2 separate regions of the Sus scrofa genome follow, and region 1 is linked to region 2. Evidence: chromatin contacts called from public Hi-C data. All regions are on one chromosome and are shown on one strand. Each heading gives the region's core, a stretch centred on a gene start, on an enhancer-like site or on the middle of the called end of the contact. The rest is flanking DNA. Distances are from core to core; before and after follow the strand shown. Region 1 holds the start of KBTBD4 (kelch repeat and BTB domain-containing protein 4). Region 2 holds the start of SLC39A13 (zinc transporter ZIP13).

Evidence for each region. Hi-C and Micro-C count contacts between places; a contact is called where the count stands out from the background.
Region 1: a contact with region 2 is called in a Hi-C map of skeletal muscle, with 3 times the contacts expected there. The contact joins the promoter of KBTBD4 here to the promoter of SLC39A13 in region 2. A contact is called at or near these places in 1 of 5 promoter capture datasets (liver), 1 of 47 Hi-C or Micro-C datasets (skeletal muscle) and 2 of 2 datasets of contacts at active chromatin or transcription factors (alveolar macrophages and skeletal muscle).

Annotation. Positions count from the first base shown.
Region 1 is chr2:15,035,145-15,038,269 of Sscrofa11.1, reverse strand. KBTBD4 (kelch repeat and BTB domain-containing protein 4) reads right to left here and starts at 1,551. Exons shown (of 4, transcript XM_003122803.6): 1 at 1,319-1,551; 2 at 1-419. The coding sequence starts at 1,337. It overlaps NDUFS3 (NADH:ubiquinone oxidoreductase core subunit S3), which reads left to right and starts at 1,390. Exons shown (of 7, transcript NM_001243796.1): 1 at 1,390-1,551; 2 at 1,662-1,727. The coding sequence starts at 1,485.
Region 2 is chr2:15,201,366-15,204,301 of Sscrofa11.1, reverse strand. SLC39A13 (zinc transporter ZIP13) reads left to right here and starts at 1,366. Exons shown (of 10, transcript XM_003122808.6): 1 at 1,366-1,485; 2 at 2,931-2,936.

The DNA of each region.
Region 1 (3,125 bases), core at 302-2,801, 170 kb after region 2:
AGATGTCAGTTGATACATGTCTGACACCTCATAAATTTCCTGCAGCTCCTCAGCTCGAAGTTTCACAGTCCCATGGTAGATATAATCAACCAGGAGCTGGAAAACAGACTCGCTGACATCCTGCAGCACAATTACCCGGTTGTGGGCCTCCTTCAGGTTGGAAGTGAACATGGACCGGAAGAAACAGCTCTGAGCTGAGAGGACCAATCGGTGGAGCTGAAACTCTCGGCCTTCCACTGAAATAGTGACATCAGCAAAGAGCTCTTCCTCCAGACACAGTTTCATGATGCCCTGAGCCACACGGCCTGAGTGTGACCTATCTTTGAAAGTGTAGTTCACAAAGTAGTTCTCATCCATGGATGCTCCAGGCTCCTCCGGTGATTCCATGGTAGTAGCCAACTTCTCTCTCTGCCAGCTGTCTGCAAAATACCACCACCCTGAATAACTTAAGGAAGTCACAACTACAGTCTACGAATCCAACTGTCCAATTCACGGGGGGAGAAGGGGGAAATGAGGGCACAGTGGGCCAGATTAGCCTTAGTTCTAGCCTTGCTAATGATATCTCTAACATTCTCCTTCAACCAAAGCTGGGTTCATTCTCCTGAAATAACATTCCATCCCCAATGAGATAAAAATTTCCTACTCTGGGTGTTTCTCTGAGAAAACACAGAATACTCCTTTTCATGATGCAACAAAAGGCGTGGTATTTAGGTCAACACATGAACGCAAGTGATTGGAGGAAGCCTATGATTTAAAAAACCTGGCAAAAAGGCTTACTAACCAAATAACTATCGAATATAAAACTAATGAGGCTCGGAGCAGCAGAATCCGACAAAAAAGACCCCCTCTTTCCCCTTGCTTGTGATCCATACCTTTTAATACAAGGCTTGGCTTGGGACATGTTAATCCTACATTTGCTCTTTTCTGAGCCTCTCCCTGGCACTTCCCCGCTCGCCCTAATGACTCCCCAAGGCTTCGTCTCAGAACTCGACACGGAACCCAACCATCCCCAGCAAGGGGCCCAAGGAGGCCCATTGCCACGTGCAGTGTCCCCGCTCCACCTGGAGTCGCCTGGGAAACGGTCGCCAGGGAAACCGTTCTTCTCTCCCCCTCCCCCTAGCTTGCCTGCTGGCCCTAATCAAAAGCTTAGCTGGGGGAGCGGAGGAGGGGTATGGAATGTGGAACCCAGATCTCCCGCCCCTTCTCCTCTCACCGGTCCGGTTCTTTAGGATCCTCTCCTTCTCTCCAGCCTCTGTCACAACAAGCTAGGGTCACATTCACCTCACGGTTTCCCCACCCGCGGGCTTCGCTTTCTCACCTGCCTTCCCTCCTTTCATTCCGAAGCCCGGAACCCGGAACCTCTGCTTCCGGCCCCGCGTCCGCCCGGAAGAAGATCCGATGCACACTTCCGCTTCCGGTCCGTGCCCTTGGGGCTCCGTGTCCTGCGGATCTGGCTTCTGCTACCTGGTTTGCAGCCGGGAAACATGGCGGCGGCGGCGGCTGCAAGGGGCTGTTGGCGGGGGCTCGTGGGGCCCGCGGCGGTGGCTAGGGGTGAGCAAGGGCAGCAGGCTGAGGGCCAGGGGGGGAGCGGCGGCGCGTCCAGCGCAGGGAGCCCCCTCAAGCCTCACCCTGCGCTTCAGTGCCTCTATATTCCCGTGCAGTGTCCGGGCGACCCTCGGTGCTTTTGCTGCCTGTGAGGAAGGAAAGCGCTGCGGCCGACACGCGCCGTGAGTATGTGCGAGTCCGGCCCTTATGGGGACTACAGGCGGGGCCCCGTTCATTCCCTTTGTCAGATGTTTGCCCTTGTCCTGGGCTGCCCTTCTCTGCGTCCTCCTGGCAAGTCTCTTCTTGTCCTTGGAGAGCTGACTGCAACGGTCTTCACTCTGCAGGCAGAATCGGGCACCTAGTGCCCTAGAGCCTTTTCTGTTGTGCCCTGTTGCCTTTTGTCCACTTTAGTGATTTTCTTTTTCTCCGATTAAACTGTCAGCTCTTTGAGAGCAGGAAACAAACTTTGGGCTTCAGAGCCTTCTTATTATAATAATAGTTGGCGTTAGTTGAATGCTTGTTGTGCCGGGCACCTCGCTAAGCGATTAATGAATGATCTTATTCATTTCTCCCCACAATCTTACCGGGTGGATAGTATTATGCTTTTCTACTGTAGAGCAGGAAACAGTCCAGAGAAGTAAGTTGCCCAGGGTCACAGCACTAGTGAGAGACAGCAGGCCTGCTCGCTGCCTAAGGCAGAGAACTGGTATTAATACTCTGCAGCCTAGGATGTGTGGTTGCTCAGTGAGGTAGTGTTGTGCGAATGAATATATGGGAATTAGTTACGGTCAACATAAGCCCTGGGAGTAAAAAGACCCATTCTGGGTCTCAGTTTCCTCATTTGTGCAAAAATATAAAAAAATAAAGTTTCAGTGGCTCATTGCTAACGAACCTGACTAGTATCCATGAGAATGCGGGTTTGATGCGTGGCCTCCCTCAGTGGGTTAAGGATCTGGCTTGGCTGTGGCTGTGGCGTAGGCTGGCAGCTGCAGCTCTGATTCAACCCTTAGCTTGGGAACTTCAACATGTCAAGGGTGTGGCCCTAAAAAAGCAAAAAAAAAAAAAAAAAAAAAAAATGGATTTCAGCTAGATAATCTATGAGGGCCCTTCAGCCCTAAGGTTCTTGGCTTGAGAATCTGCTATGAAAGGCAGACACCTCAGCTGCAGTAATAAAGTGACTTTTGGTGGCCTGTATAGGTGGCATTTTTACTAAGTTTTCATTACTTCTTTTTTTGTTTTTGGTCTTTTTGGCATTTCTTGGGCCTCCCGGCATATGGAGGGTCCCAGGCTAGGGTCTAATCGGAGCTGTAGCCACTGGCCTACACCACAGCCACAGCAACATGAGATCTGAGCCGCGTCTGCAACCTGCACCACAGCTCACGGCAGCGCTGGATCCTTAACCCACTGAGCAAGGGCAGGAATCGAACCTGAAACCTCGTGGTTCCTAGTCGGATTCGTTAACCATTGCACCATGATGGGAACTCCCAAGTTTTCATTACTTCTATTCACTGGAAGAGGAAACTTCCACCTTCATCTTTCTCAGGGTTCTGCAAGGAATCCTCACCAGGAGACATCACCCC
Region 2 (2,936 bases), core at 117-2,616:
ATCCCAGAGCAGCATCCCTGAGTGTCCTCCTCCTCCTCCCTCTGCAAAGTAATCAACCTAGGGTTTCCACTTCAGAACTTAGGCGGGGGAAGAGGAGGGTGTCCCGGCAGAACTGTGGGCCTTGAGGGGGAAGCAGACAGGGGGCTTTCAGAGGAAAGCTGATCCTTCTTGGTAGGATTGGGGTCTAAGAAAGGCAGCGTTGGAGTGTGAGGTGGAACAGGGCAACTGGTGTAGCATATGACACTTGTGCCCTCAGAGCCCCCAGTAAGGGAAAGTGACACAGGATGGATGAAGGAAGTACCCTAGGAGGCAGATGAGGGTCAGAGGCTTAGAGACTCCCACCCTGTCACAATCTCTGTCCAAATGAGTACCCAAGGGCCCGTTCCTGAGTATAGGTGGTCCTGGCTGATTCCCAGAGAAGGATGCAAAGTGGAAATGCCAAGCCAGATTCCTAAGACTCTAGAAATGAGAGCTGCTGTCACATGCCCTGGGTTCAGGAATATTCAGGTTTCAATTGTGGCTCTGTCATCCGTGCTATTGTGTGACCCTGGGCTAACTACCCCACCTCAATGGGCTAGGCTGAGGGTTCTTTAAGACAATGCAAGCAGAGTAAATGGCAGGTGTTCAGCAATAAACTGCGGTTATAATAATAATGCTATTGTTTGCTGCCTTAATCTGAGGTGAGGGAAGCACAGAGCTCTTGCTCCCCCAGGTTTGGAGTTACCAGCAGCAGTGTCAAGCCACCGTGCATTGGACTCCAAAGGGTTACAAGCCCTGGAGACAAAGGCCTGAGGTTCCCAGTGAAAAACCAAAGCATAAAAATAATTCGATGAGTAAGAATAAAATTCCCTCTTCTGAGGTTCCCGAGGCTAGGCCCCTCCCTGCGGCAGACACTTCCCCTTTCCCTTGCTCATGGAGGAGCCAGACCAGGCTGACTCAGAGAAGGAGTGCCGCAGCCATCCTCCCACCCCGACCCCGGCCCCAAGCCCCAGCACCGGCCCCGGCCCCGGCTCGGAACGGCACAGTCTAGAAGCCGAGCGCGCCCCCGTGCGGCCGCGGCCGGGACTGCCACCCGAGAGAGGAAGCGGCGGCCAGGCCCTCAAGCCCAGCCACCCGGCCGCTCGTGGTCCCTAGAAGGCCGCCGCCTACGCCCTGCCTAGCCCGACCGAGTGCGGTGTCCAGCGGGCTCCCACTTCCGCTCGACCCTCCCCGCTGTGCCCGGTCCGGCCGGAGCGGAAGTGCGCCAGCCGCCCGGGTCCCCCATGGCCGCGAGGCGGAAGCGCGCTCCGACGGCCGCTCCCCCACTACCCCGCGGCGCGCGGCGCGTCGGGTTCCGGACAGGTCCCGTGTGACGTGGCCGCGCGCGGGGGGCGGCTCCGGGCCGGGGGCCGGGTGGCCGGGCCGGGCGGGGCAGACCCGGGGCGGGGCGGGGCTCCGCAGCTGGATGGCCGGGGCCGCCCGTAGCGCCGCCGCTGCCGCCGCAAGGTGAGTGACCGCCCGACCCTCAGGGCCCATGCCCCAGGCGGGACAAACCCTGCCCATCCCGTTGACTTCGGCCCGGCTTGTCTAGATCAGACCTGGGCCTCTTGCCCAGAGCCCGGGAATTCAACTTCCTTGGGCTCTTCTCCCGGCTCCCCACGCGTCGCTCCTCATCTCTCCCTCTCTCTCCCCTTCCGCATCCATCTCCCACTCTCCAGCTCTCCACTCCTGACTCTCCCGCTCCTTGCTTTCTCCTTTCTCTCCGCTTGCTGACTCCCTCGGTACCCTCTCTTCTGTTCCAAACTTGTGGTCCTCTAACCTTTAAGTGACCCGCCGCCGCCTCCAAGTCAGGCCTGGCTCAGTCCTGCTTTTTGGTCCCCAGTGGAGCCCTGCGGATTTAAGGCCTGGAGAGCCTAGACTGGAGCATCTTTAACAGCTGCTTTCCGCCCCCGCCCCCGCCCCCGCCCCCTTCCCAACTCCATCAGCAAATGCGGAAAACTGAGGCACGGCCATCACTGGCTCAAGGTCACAGCCAGCATGAGGCAGGGAAGACCACATTTAAACCTCATGCCTGAGTTTCCAGATTTGTACTTCCCTCTTGGTTGACTCACATCCAGGTCCTGTGATCCATCCGCTGGGTGCACTCCAGGTGTCCACTGCTCCTGGGTCCCAGCAGCATAAGGAGGGCTTTCTGTGCCTGATCCATGCCAGGCATGCTCACCTGTTTAGCAAGCTCATCTCATTTGTGTGAGGGAGGCAAATTCTCTCCATCCTACAGAGAAGGAGACTGAGGCTCAGAGAGAGTCTTCAGGGATTTACCCCCAACCAGCAGCTATAAGCTCAGAGCACAAAGTCAAGGGCAGGTCTTCAAAGCCTGTGCTCTATACATCTGTGAGGCAGCTCCTAACTGAAGGAGCCTCTGTCTTCAGTCCCACCTCCTGTTTGGCCCATTTCCTAGGAAGAAGCCCTAATGATCCTAATCTAGATCAGCTGGTTGGTTTCCCCACCTGCACTCCTCCTATTGCCCCACCAAGCTAGGTGGTGCCGGCCTCTGTCCCTGGGGGTGCTTCACTGGAGGACATCCCGGCCCAAAGCCTCCCCTGGCAGCCAGACATCCAGCTGGGCCAGGCCTGCCAGTGGCTGAGGGGAACCTAGCCAGCGCCTCACCCTGTCATTAAGGAAAGTTTAGCCTCAGGCGGACAGGCTGACACACAGTCTGGAAGTGGCTCCCAAGGAAAAAATGTGTGGTCCTTGGGAGTGAGGTGAGGAGGGGCAGAGCCGCTTTGCTCCATGCACCCATCATTCGGGTCCTCAGAGGCCCCAGGGGGAGGCAGGCAGGAGGGCCGGTGCCAAGGCCTCTGGGAGTGGGGGGAGGGTTAAGATGCCACGTTTCCTAAGCAGGTGTGCGGCCAAGGGTGGCAGCTCACGTAAGTGGCCTTTGTGTTTTTCAGCACGTG